3 separate regions of the Mus musculus genome follow, and all the other regions are linked to region 3. The links are chromatin contacts, called in public Hi-C maps. All regions are on one chromosome and are shown on one strand. The core of a region is the stretch at or near the end of the contact, and the rest is flanking DNA. Distances in the headings are between cores, read along the strand shown.

Region 1 (3,497 bases), core at 578-3,077, 93 kb before region 3:
TATAAAGACTAACTTATGGATGGAAATGTATCCCAGGCTGACCTTGAACTCACTATGTAATAGGGGATGAGTGGGACCTTAAACCACTGATTTCCTGAGTGCTGGGATTTTAAGTGTGACCACTGTGCCCGGTGGAAGAAAAAACACATATTGGTGTGTGCTTTATTCACCTGACCATATATAGAAATGCCAGCCACTCAAGTATTGAAGCCTGGTTCCCCTGGATTCAGATTTTACGGAGGTCGGGGAGGCAGAAATCAAGAGGAAAAAAACAGTAATGTGTGACCACGTGCCCACAGAGACAAACATTGGAGTCACCTTGCCTTTGAAGGCCTTATAAACAAATTCAAGGATATAAGAAGAAAATCTGAAAAAGAGCAGCCTAAACCAATAAATAAACAGAACCAAAGAGGAGGAGCGGGGCACCAGGGCCTCCACCTGGGCCACAAATCACAGCCCTGTGTCTTCTGAAGTGTGGGACCTGCAGAAGGAGGAAGGGAGAGCCGGGGCTGCTCCTGTGACAGGTTGGCTTATCTGTCGCTTCCAGTGAGAATCCATTAATTAGTCAGAAACAGGCAGCATAGTTCTCACAAAAGGCACAGATGCCATGTAAGGTTTTTTTTGATTATTTTTATGTTGAAGATAATGCTGGCAACTCACTACAAATTGACAGAAAAAAGTGGGCAAAACCTACATTCCTGCCTCATCGGTCATACGCACCTCAGCTGCTTCAGTAAGAAGCAGACACTGGCCGATCTTCTCAGACCAGGTAGGGCATCGTTATTCAAACCACAAATCCCATTAAAATGTAATGTCTGCTCACATTAACAATGGAGTACATTGTCTAAGTGAGTACATACAGATGTAGTAGATGATGTACTTTCAACGTGTTATAAGGTCTTCAGAAATAGCTCAGTGGGTCACCTACTTTCAGCACACACATGAGGTCCTGAGTATAGACCCCCAGAAACCACATAAAAATCCAGGTGTTAGGTGCATGGCTGTAACCCCAACACTGGTGGAGACGGATCTACTTGGCTTGCTAGCCCAACACTCTAGCCAAATCATTGAACTTGAGGTTTTGTTTCTTGACCCTGATAATAAAAACATGTAGAACAGCTGATACCAAACGTCAACCTCTGGTCTCTTCACACACATGGAAGACCACATGCATCTCTCTCTCTCTCTCTCTCTCTCTCTCTCTCTCTCTCTCTCTCTCTCTCTCTCTCTCTCTTTCTCTCTGTGTGTGTGTGTGTGTGTGTGTGTGTGTGTGTGTGTGTGAGAGAGAGAGAGAGAGAGTGTCTTTCTCTGTCTCTCTGTGTGTTGATATTTCTGTCTCTCTATCTCAGTCTCTCTCTGTCTCTCTGTTTTCTATCTCCAAACATACACAACACACACACACACACTAAAAATAAAAATAGATACAAACATGTTGTGTGCATTTCCTTTATAGCTCAACGTTTGGGCTCTCACTCATTCCTACATAATGTTTGGAGCAGTTTTAGAGACAGCCCTTTGTCCATATCAAAATGACCTACCCTAGGGAACACACAGTCAGGAACACACATCACTGGTTTAGGAGAGAGGCAGCAAGAGTTCCAAGGCAGATGAGTCAGTAGGCATCACAGCAAAGCAGTTTCACAGAGCTGGGATTTGAAAGCTGGAGGCACATAAAGACATTGGGTCCAAACGAAAGGAAGAAAATCAACAAAGACACATTAAAAAGAGTGTCAGATGTCAGAACTGACTAGCTGGGCTGACACTGAGGAATGAAGGTTGGGGATATATGCACCTCCTGAAAACAGGAAGCCTTTTGTTGGTTGATCGCCTTAGCTGTCTCCTTTGAGGTGAGTTCCACAGATGTGTTTTTAAAAGCAGGCTGAGTGCTGCCTGGGTGTCTGTTTATTTCTCTACAACTCTTCACCTCCACTTCAAAAACAACTCCTCAGTCTCCCCAAGTCATGGGAAGACATTCTGTATGCATTCTGTATGGCTAGAGGATAGACCGTGGGACAGGTCCTTGACACGTCCTCCTGGACTCCCAGTGTAAAATCATACAGATTGGGCAGCTTAAACAACAGCTTAAACCTCTCAATTCGTGGAGGCTGGAGGTCCAAGACCAAAGTGCAATTCCCACTGGTTGCAGGTGAGGACTCTACAAGTCTGGCTGTCTTCCCTGTATATGTAAAGAGTCCAGAAAGGTTCACAGCTCTCTTTTTTCTTTTTATAAGAATGCCATTTCCACCTGAGACTTCTCTTTCACTACTTCCCTAAAGGCCCTGCCTTCAAATCCACCCTTACTTAAGGAAAAGGCTTTGACAGAAGAATGCAGAAGGAACACAATTCAGTCCTGATCAGGTCCCTAGCTGTATTTTAGTCTCCAAAAAAGGACTGCTAATTTAAAAGAGAAAGAGACAGTAAGACAGAGAGAAGGCCACATTGATCTCCATCTACTATGATTTGAAATCAAAATGAAGAGAAAAACGGTAGATAAGGAGAAGCCCCCTGCCTTGACCGATGGGGGGGGGGTCGTTTCCTAGGGTTGGACAAACCCTCACCAGAGGGTTTGGATTCCAGAGCTCAGGGCCAAGCAGACTACTGGTGTTCAGTGTACACGTCGTCAGCCATGTGTCTCATTTCTCTTCATTTTCTACTCTGCAAAATTAGGTTAAGATTTTCTGCTGCAGAGAGAGAGGAGAGAGAGAGAAAGGCGGGGGGGGGGGGGCGGGGGGGAGAGGAGATCCTGATTCCAAACTAAACATAGCATTCTTCTCTGCCTTTGTAATCAATAATATTTCCAGGCTGTAACCGCCCTGAGAGATAGAATTGGGTAGATTAAAGGACATATCTGAGTTCCTGCATGTCGCCAAGTTCCCTCAACTAAGCTAAGACATAGAGACAAGAGAGAAAATAATTTACTAGTTAAAGCCACTGACATTTGGGTTTGTGTGCTACTGAAGCAACTCAGTGCACCCTGACAACGGAGACAAGCTCTGCGGACTTGGTCTTTTTCTATACTCTCACCATTTTCTGAGGAATGTGGTCCTCTACCCGGGACACTACAGTCCCATGTATATGGCTGTTTAAGTGCACACACCGAAATTTTACAAGTGGGGATAGAATCTCAAGTTCTCTCAGAAGACAGACCCATTCTTGTGGAACTCTCCTCTCCTCTCCCTTCCCCTCCCCTCCTCTTCCCTCCCCATTCTCCCCCTCCTCTCCCCTCCCCTCCCCTCCCCTCCTCTCCTCTCCTCTCCAGCAAGGTCCCTAGCACCCATATGCACCAATGAGCACCTCAAATATAGTAGAGCAATAATAGATTTTTTAAAAATTTTGTACAGTTTTATTATTTTTAAAGATTTACTTATTTTATTTGATGTGTGCATGTGTTTTGCTTGCATATTTGTGCTTGAACATGCACCACGTGCTTGCCTGGTGCCTTTTGGAGGCCAGAAGAGGGCATCAGAGCTCTGGAATTGGAATTTCAGTCCTCTATG
Region 2 (3,462 bases), core at 511-3,010, 120 kb before region 3:
GAAGCGAACACCAGTGAAGAAGCTAACCCAATGATGCAAAAAAACATATGGCTCGGGAAAAGAGATGACCATTTGGTCAGCAGTACTCAGTCAAACATAGTGTGACAGTGCTGCTCACAGCCACCAAGGAAACTAGGGGTATAGAGGTGGGGGGCGGGGAGGCTGGGGGTATCCAGGTATAAAATATATTCCATTCTGTTGCTGTTTTAGTATTAGTTGGTGGTGTACCGAACTGACTCAGTTTTCAATCTGAAACTGCAACTTTATTATCATTCAGTTCTGTAGTCCGGCAGGATGAAAATAGTGTCACTCAGGAGGCAGAGGCAGGTGGATTTCTGAGTTCAAGGCCAGCCTGGTCTACAAAATGAGCTGCAGGACAGCCAGGGCTACACAGAGAAACCCTGTCTCGAAAAAAAAACAAAAAAAAAAGAAAAAGAGAGAAAGAAAGAAAGAAAGAAAGAAAGAAAGAAAGAAAGAAAGAAAGAAAGAAAGAAGGAGGGAGGGAGGAAGGAAGGGAGAGAGACAGAGAGAGAGAGGGAGGGAGGGAGGGAGGGAGGGGGAGAGAGAGAGAGAGAGAGAGAGAGAGAGAGAGAGAGAGATAGAGAAAGAAAGAAAGAAAGAAAGAAAGAAAGAAAGAAAGAAAGAAAGAAAGAAAGAAAGAAAGAAAGAAAATAGAGTGTCAACATGAATGTGCTCCTCTTGAGGGCCCCAAAGGAGAAGCTGCGCCTTCGCTTATTTGGATGTCAGTAGTTGTGTGGATCTGGGGAACCGGGGCTCCTGTTCCCTTGATAGCTGCCGAGTAGGGCCACCCACAGTTCCTATCCTTTCACAGAGATCCTGATATTGGAGAGAGAGAACTGGAACTCTAAATGTTTTCTTTCAACATTTTTCATGCTCACCTTTCTCTGCCTCTGCCTAGGGAAGGTTGTCTGCTTCTGAGCACTAAACTGAGCTGACCCCCAGTGAATCCAGGGTAACTTCCCCAACCTCGGGTCCATAATTTTAATCACACATACAAAGTCCTCTTTGCCTTGTAAAGCAATATATTCGGCTTCTGGGTATTAGGACATAAATACCTTAGTCTTTCTGCCACCTCACTGTATGTTCAAGTTGTTATTTTTGTGCCTTAATATGCCAGGTGAAGAACTGGGTGTTGAGGTAAGATGTCACTACCAGTGGAAGTGGGTTGGGGAGGAAGCCTGAGTGGGTCAGAGCTGCCATGCCCTGGGCATTCCGATTAGTGCACGAGGTGAAAACATGAATAGAAGGTGAAAGAAAACCTCCCTCATCTCCTCCCCTCCCCTCCCCCCCCCCCACCTGCATCCCTGAATTATCCAAGCTGCAGCCCTGGTCTGAGATTTCTGAAGGTCTCTGGCAATGGTCACAACATTTCTCTAAGAATCATGCATGGAGCTTTACCAACGGACTGGCAGAGGCTGTGCTAGGTACAGGGTTAGTTGTAGCAGGAAGCCTAGCAGCAACAGATAGGTAGCATCCTCTGTACCCCAGAGAGTTCCTATAGACAGAGGTTATACCTGTCACTTTCCCTGGTTCCTGACTCAACTTCACTTTTTCCCTGGGGATTTGAGAGCAAATAGCCCATGTCTTCCTGGCCACTTAACAACAATACAGAGTAAAAGAGAGAGAGAAAGAGGACAGGAAAGGGTTGGTTTCTCACTAGCCAAATACCCTTCCGGTGGAGGTTCTCTGTCCTATATTTTGAAGCGCTAAGGCTCATGGGAGACTCTTGCTCGCTAATGTTCTCTCAACCACAAGGATGGTGAGTCAGCATGGTGGTTAGCTCTCAGATGGCAGGCTGCAGCCCTCAGCAGAGTTCCAGGTGGGACAAGTGCCTGACAGAAAGCCCTCAGAGCGGCCCTGCTGTACCTTGCAATCTTGAGCATCCCTGATTGGCTAGGACCCTGACCACACACCCAGGAACAACTCACCTGTCTAAGTTCCCTGTTCTTCAAAACCGTGGCACAAAAGAGCAAGAATGAGCTAGAAAAGATGTCTTCAGTCCATTCTGGCATGAGCCAGCTAACACTGGCAAACAGGAAGGAACACAAACCAAACCCTTTGCTCCAGATCAAGTATGAGGGAGATGGAAGGGCACAGAGCTTCGTCTGGTCTAGAATACATATCTGTGAGCCAGCTCCTGACTCCGGGGGCGGAGGTGGGGGTGGGGGGCAGGTGCAGTCCATCGATATACCACATGCTGAACAGCTACACTTCAGAAGCACATTCAGCTACCAAAAGAGCTGGCCAATACCCCGTGGCTAGAGGGTTCTTGCTCTTTATGTCACAACCTCACCCACCCCAAGGCTGCCTGTGTTGTCACTTCTGCTCCACCAATTTAAAATGTGTTAGCAAGAGTGACATTTAAGAAGTAAATTTTAAATCTTTCTTGTACTCTTCTTCAGAAATAAGAGGTTAATAGTGGCTTTGAGGTAAATGTTGCAGTTTGCAGCTAGGAAGAAACAAGGGCTATGTGTATGTGAGAGAGTCAGGGGGGTCAAAGGTACCTGCAAAGACCAGAAGAGGATACTTAGATCTCTCTGAGCCAGAACTATAGGGGATTGTGCAACACCAAAAGTGAGTGCTTGGAACCTCACTCATGTTCTCTGGAAGATCAAGAGGCAGTCTCAATAGCTGGGCCATCTTTCTTCAGTCCCTGTGCTGAATTTTGAAAAGTATATTTTATCAGTACAAGATAATACACTTGTCTGGCTGTCACATCTCCATCAAGGCTCCTTATTAAGGGCCTGAGTTTAAAGGTATGAAAGGGTACACGTCTAAGAGAGGTGAAGCAACCCCTCTTCTAGCTTTTGTAATGGAATCTCAGCTATGCTAAGCCAGTGGTCCCTTGATGCTGGCTCCCAGTAGAGCCATCCCAGTCCAGTTAGATCTAACTCACTTGATCGCTATAGGTCTCGGTGTCTTTACAAAGTTATCTGGGAAGTGTAAGTCGTATGGCTGGCAATGGGACTCGCCAGTCTCCATGACACATGGTAGCGTCAGTGCATCCACATGGAAGGAGAGTGGTCTGCAGCGTCTGGGAAGGCACAGCCTAGTTCTTTCCAAAACAGACAGATCGTGTTGATGAAGCAGACTGTGAGGCTCTGGTGGGTTTTGTACAACTGAAGTCCCCAATCCTGGCCTCAGCCTTTTACTAAACTGTTAGGGAGTCACAATAAGGCTGGCGTGGCCAGCTTCATTTGGGCTTCCAATTCCATATCTCAGACTCTTCTCCTGAAAATTCAGCTCATCATCTAAGCAGGGAGTTTCCAAGTTTAAAAAGAAAGAGACAAAGAGAAGGGAAAGAGAATAATTGGGAAGAACAACTGGGTTAGAAATTTTAAAAAATAAGAGGGGGCTGGAGATGGCTCAGTGGTTAAGAGCACTGACTGCTCTTCCAGAGGTCCTGAGTTCAAGTCCCAGCAACCACATGGTGGCTCACAA
Region 3 (3,810 bases), core at 1,077-3,576:
AAAATGAAAATTATTTTAATTCATTCAGTGTATATAATATGCATTATACAGTCTTGGGAATGATCAGTAAAGTTTGCAAGTTATTGCTGGAGGAGAGAAAGCCTTTGGCTTTATTTCTGGGATTAGCTTAAAGCCGGTCTGGGTCCTACTACACACTAGACTACTGCACACAGGTCATTTTGGCACTCAGAACCCTGCTCTCTCTGACTCTGTCACAGATGATTAAAATCAGTTCTAAAACCAAGCAGTGTCTGGAGGAAGAAATAGCGTGATCTCAAATATGATATTGAATGTGAACTTGAAGGAAACCCTTCAGAACTGATGTATAAAGTGCTTTTAACTGTTTATAGAACCAATAGCCTTAGAAGACTAAAACTCTCGTCACATTTAAATCTCATTTTTCTAAGTTATTTCTGTAGAGTGAACCTATGTTGCTCCTAAGTAGGCCGTTTTGTGACGAGATACATAAAACATTAACAGTACTTATCTATTTAAATATTCACTGTTATTTTAGAAATAACCAGCCTTTGGATAATTATTGTGAACAGTACCGTGTTTATGTTAATATTATATATATTTATTTAATTCACACTCTTATGTTCCTATAACTACAAATATTTAACTAATACTCAAAATTCATATTTTTAAAAAATTTTAATAACTTTTAAAAACCATTTGCTTCACTCTGGGAAACTTCAGAAATACAGTTTAAAAATGAAAAGCATTGGGGCTGGAGAGATGGTTCAGAGGTCAAAAGCACTGGCAGTTCTTCCAGAGGATCCTGGTTCAATTCCCAGCACTTACATGGTGACTCACAACGATCTATAATTCCAGTTCCAGTAAATCTGACACCCTCACAAACACACATGCAGGCAAAACACGAATGCATGTAAAACAAAATTAAAAATCATTTTAAAAACTTTTTAAAAGGAAAAAAATTACAGTTCTGTATCCTACCCCCACAAACAGTGTTAGCTATGAACATTCTTGGATTTGTCTCAGCGTTCTCCTATGGATATGCACGGATACTGTGAACATAGTGCATGTCTTGTGATAGATTCTCCATACCTCTGTGTGTTCAATATTCACATCTTAACCAATTGTGATCCTGCGATGAACATTACTACGTGCCAAGAAGCGTGCTAGCATACAAGGTTTCTACTCTATCCTAAAATTGATCCTAAGAAAATAATGCTGGCATAATTCCATCAAATATGGGACATAAAATTGAGGGTTGCTTGGCAACCAAAATGACGCTGATGAAGAATTAAAGGCATTTCCAGAGAAGAAGAATACTGATTTTTCCAATGTAAAGTGCTAATTATAATAGCCTAGGGCTGATTACAGATAGAATGAATGAAAGGGAGCAATACTTAAACTAACTGAAAATCCAAGAGGCAAGCATTCTTCTTCGTTATGTGTGGCGAAAGTGAGTTAAAGGTTTACTGTCAGAAACGAAGAATAAAATCTCTTGCCTTCATTATAACTTCTCTAAGTTATAATGAAGGAGCAGTGAGGTGGGATTTATAGCAGAGCCTAGAAGAGGCTGAAGTCTGCTCAGTCCAGCTGCTTTTGCAGTGACTGTGAGGTGGCGGGCAGCATCTGAGGAGGCCGTACTGTTTCCTTCCTTTTTAGTGCAGAACAGGCCAGGGCTCAGGCACTGAGCATCTTGCTAAATGGTTGTACCGTTTGGCAGAACCAGCTGCCAAGATGGAGCTTGAACAAGGGGCACACCAGTGATTGACTGAAATGAACAAAAGAACATAGGTACTACTACAGGAGGAAGAAAGAGCAGAGAGTACTAATTTTATCCTGAAGGAGAACACGGATTCATAGGAGCAAGATGGGTGTTGAGTATAAAATCATCTGAAGGCTCAGATGGAAAGTGAGAATTCCCAAGTAGAAGAGCAGAGAGTTCTTCTGTCTCCTCTCAGTGATCTGCCGAACTGTAGTATGGACTTGTTTATATGATCTTTTGAACAGCCCCATTTTAAAGAGGAACTGAAGCACTCAGGAAACGGGTGTCCCCCTAATTATCATATGTGAGTGAGTGTACTTGTTAACATATAGTCACACCCTACAGAGCACCCTTGAGTCTGTTGAGCAGTTGGCTAACTCTGCGTTGCTTGCTTCCTGCGTGAGCATAGGGACTTTTCCATACTTCCTTCCTTTCTTTCACACCTTGGATTCCAACTTTACTTCATCCAAGAGCTTCGCCATTTACCTCCAGGCCTGGGCCACTCCAACCACACAATAAAGCAGTTAGCATCTGATACAGTTCTTTCCAGAGGTCAGCCACAGGAGCCACACTGCTGGCTACCCAGCTATCTTCAGTTCCTGCTAAGGATGAGTCCTCACTCTGTAATAACTTGTGAGTTGGCTCTACTCTATGAACATACTCCCCTTACTTATTGTGCCTATAGTCTCCCGCACTGCCTGCGTGCCCAATGGCTTAGAGTCCTATTACCTTGTCACCAATCACAGGTAGATTTAGCTAACTGAGGAAGTGGACCTTCATAGTGTCACAGGGGAAAATATGAAGAAAACAACTCTAGATTAAAAGAGATCAATCCTGTATATGTCTGTATATATGCAGATAGCTCACAATTAATAATTATATATATTTTTATAATTACATCTATTTTTTATTTTTATTTTTCAAAACAGGGTTTCTCTGTATAGCCCTGGCTGTCCTGGAACTCACTCTGTAGACCAGGCTGGCCTCAAGCTCAGAAATCCGGCTGTCTCTGCCTCCCAAGTGCTGGGATTAAAAGCATGTGCTATCACTGCCTGGCTAATTACATATATGAATTTTGGATACTTAGTTTGATATTAATAAATCATGATTGCTTTATTCATGTATTTTTCAATCTTTTATTTTTAAATTTTACTAATATTAACTATTATATATTAATGGTATTAGCATGACATTTCCATGTATACATGTGTACACACACCATCCTATCAAATCAATCCTTGTATCCACTTTTTACAAGATCTGTTCATCATTATTGTGCACTCAGCCTGAAAAGAAAAAGGGGGATGGAGTGCAGTGGTGCCCACCTTTAATTTCAACACCCAGGAAGCAGAGGCAAGCAGATGTCTCAGAGTTGCAGGCCATTCTGAGCTACATAGTGAGTTCCAGGCCAGGCAGGGCTACAGTGAGGCCCTGCCTCAAAAGAAGAAGAAGGAGAAAGAGAAGGAGAAGAGGATGGGAGGAAGAGAAGGAGGAGGAGGAGGAGGAGGAGGAGGAGGAGGAGGAGGAGGAGGAGGAGGAGGAGGAGGAGGAGAGGGAGGGGGAGAGGAGGAGCACTATTTAGAAAGAGGAAGGATGGGAGCAAGAAAAGGAAAGCTAAGGCTCAGTGTGACCCTAGTGTGTTCTATACATGTTTCATGCATTATAGTATGAGATTTTCCAAAGGAAACCTACTATACTACGCAATTGGGGAACGTTAATATCCTTTAGTATAAAGAGGGGATAGGAAAGACTGACAAGGAGATACTTTGGTTACACACCATAAAAATAGCTGATCTATGCACTGTCCTAGGCATACCATGTCATATCTGCCTGTTCACACTCCGATGATGAATTCCTGGGTATTCAAAAGAAACTATGGACTTCAGTATGTGCTGTTCCCACTGGAGGCTCTGTTTTCTGGTTTTTGTTTTTTGTTTTTTAAAGGAAGTGAGAGAATGCAGTACTTCCTCCAACACACACACACACACACACACACACACACACACTCAGTCTGGATGATGGAAATGCCTTGGCCTTGGCACAGCAAGGCAGAGAACAGACCCACAGCAGAA

Evidence for each region. Hi-C and Micro-C count contacts between places; a contact is called where the count stands out from the background.
Region 1: a Hi-C map of CD4 T cells shows a contact between it and region 3, with 2.9 times the contacts expected there. The contact joins two enhancer-like sites. A contact is called at or near these places in 31 of 484 Hi-C or Micro-C datasets (CD4 T cells, CD4 single positive thymocytes, CD8 T cells and 19 more), 9 of 115 datasets of contacts at active chromatin or transcription factors (CD4 T cells, CD8 T cells, astrocytes and 5 more) and 2 of 9 other capture datasets (embryonic stem cells and liver).
Region 2: a Hi-C map of CD8 T cells shows a contact between it and region 3, with 6 times the contacts expected there. The contact joins two enhancer-like sites. A contact is called at or near these places in 2 of 15 datasets of contacts at CTCF or cohesin (CD8 T cells and thymocytes), 39 of 484 Hi-C or Micro-C datasets (CD4 T cells, CD4 single positive thymocytes, CD8 T cells and 26 more), 14 of 115 datasets of contacts at active chromatin or transcription factors (CD4 T cells, CD8 T cells, Th17 cells and 9 more) and 3 of 9 other capture datasets (adipose tissue, embryonic stem cells and liver).

Annotation. Positions count from the first base shown.
Region 1 is chr2:117,419,926-117,423,422 of GRCm38.p6, reverse strand. No RefSeq gene overlaps it. Among named protein-coding and RNA genes, the nearest start is that of Gm13982, 4.0 kb to the right of the region's middle. Within about 2 kb of position 1,827, at least 20 of the 459 cell types and tissues checked have an H3K27ac peak or open chromatin away from gene starts, as enhancers often do. A contact at or near this core is called in Th1 cells, Th2 cells and regulatory T cells, where this site is marked.
Region 2 is chr2:117,445,384-117,448,845 of GRCm38.p6, reverse strand. The region is part of intron 1 of Gm32137 (a long non-coding RNA gene); the gene reads right to left. Among named protein-coding and RNA genes, the nearest start is that of Gm32137, 7.1 kb to the right of the region's middle. Within about 2 kb of position 1,760, at least 52 of the 459 cell types and tissues checked have an H3K27ac peak or open chromatin away from gene starts, as enhancers often do. A contact at or near this core is called in CD8 T cells, CD8 central memory T cells, T follicular helper cells and 8 more, where this site is marked.
Region 3 is chr2:117,327,002-117,330,811 of GRCm38.p6, reverse strand. All of the region lies in intron 2 of Rasgrp1 (RAS guanyl releasing protein 1), which reads left to right. Among named protein-coding and RNA genes, the nearest start is that of Rasgrp1, 14 kb to the left of the region's middle. Within about 2 kb of position 2,326, at least 59 of the 459 cell types and tissues checked have an H3K27ac peak or open chromatin away from gene starts, as enhancers often do. A contact at or near this core is called in CD8 T cells, CD8 central memory T cells, T follicular helper cells and 8 more, where this site is marked.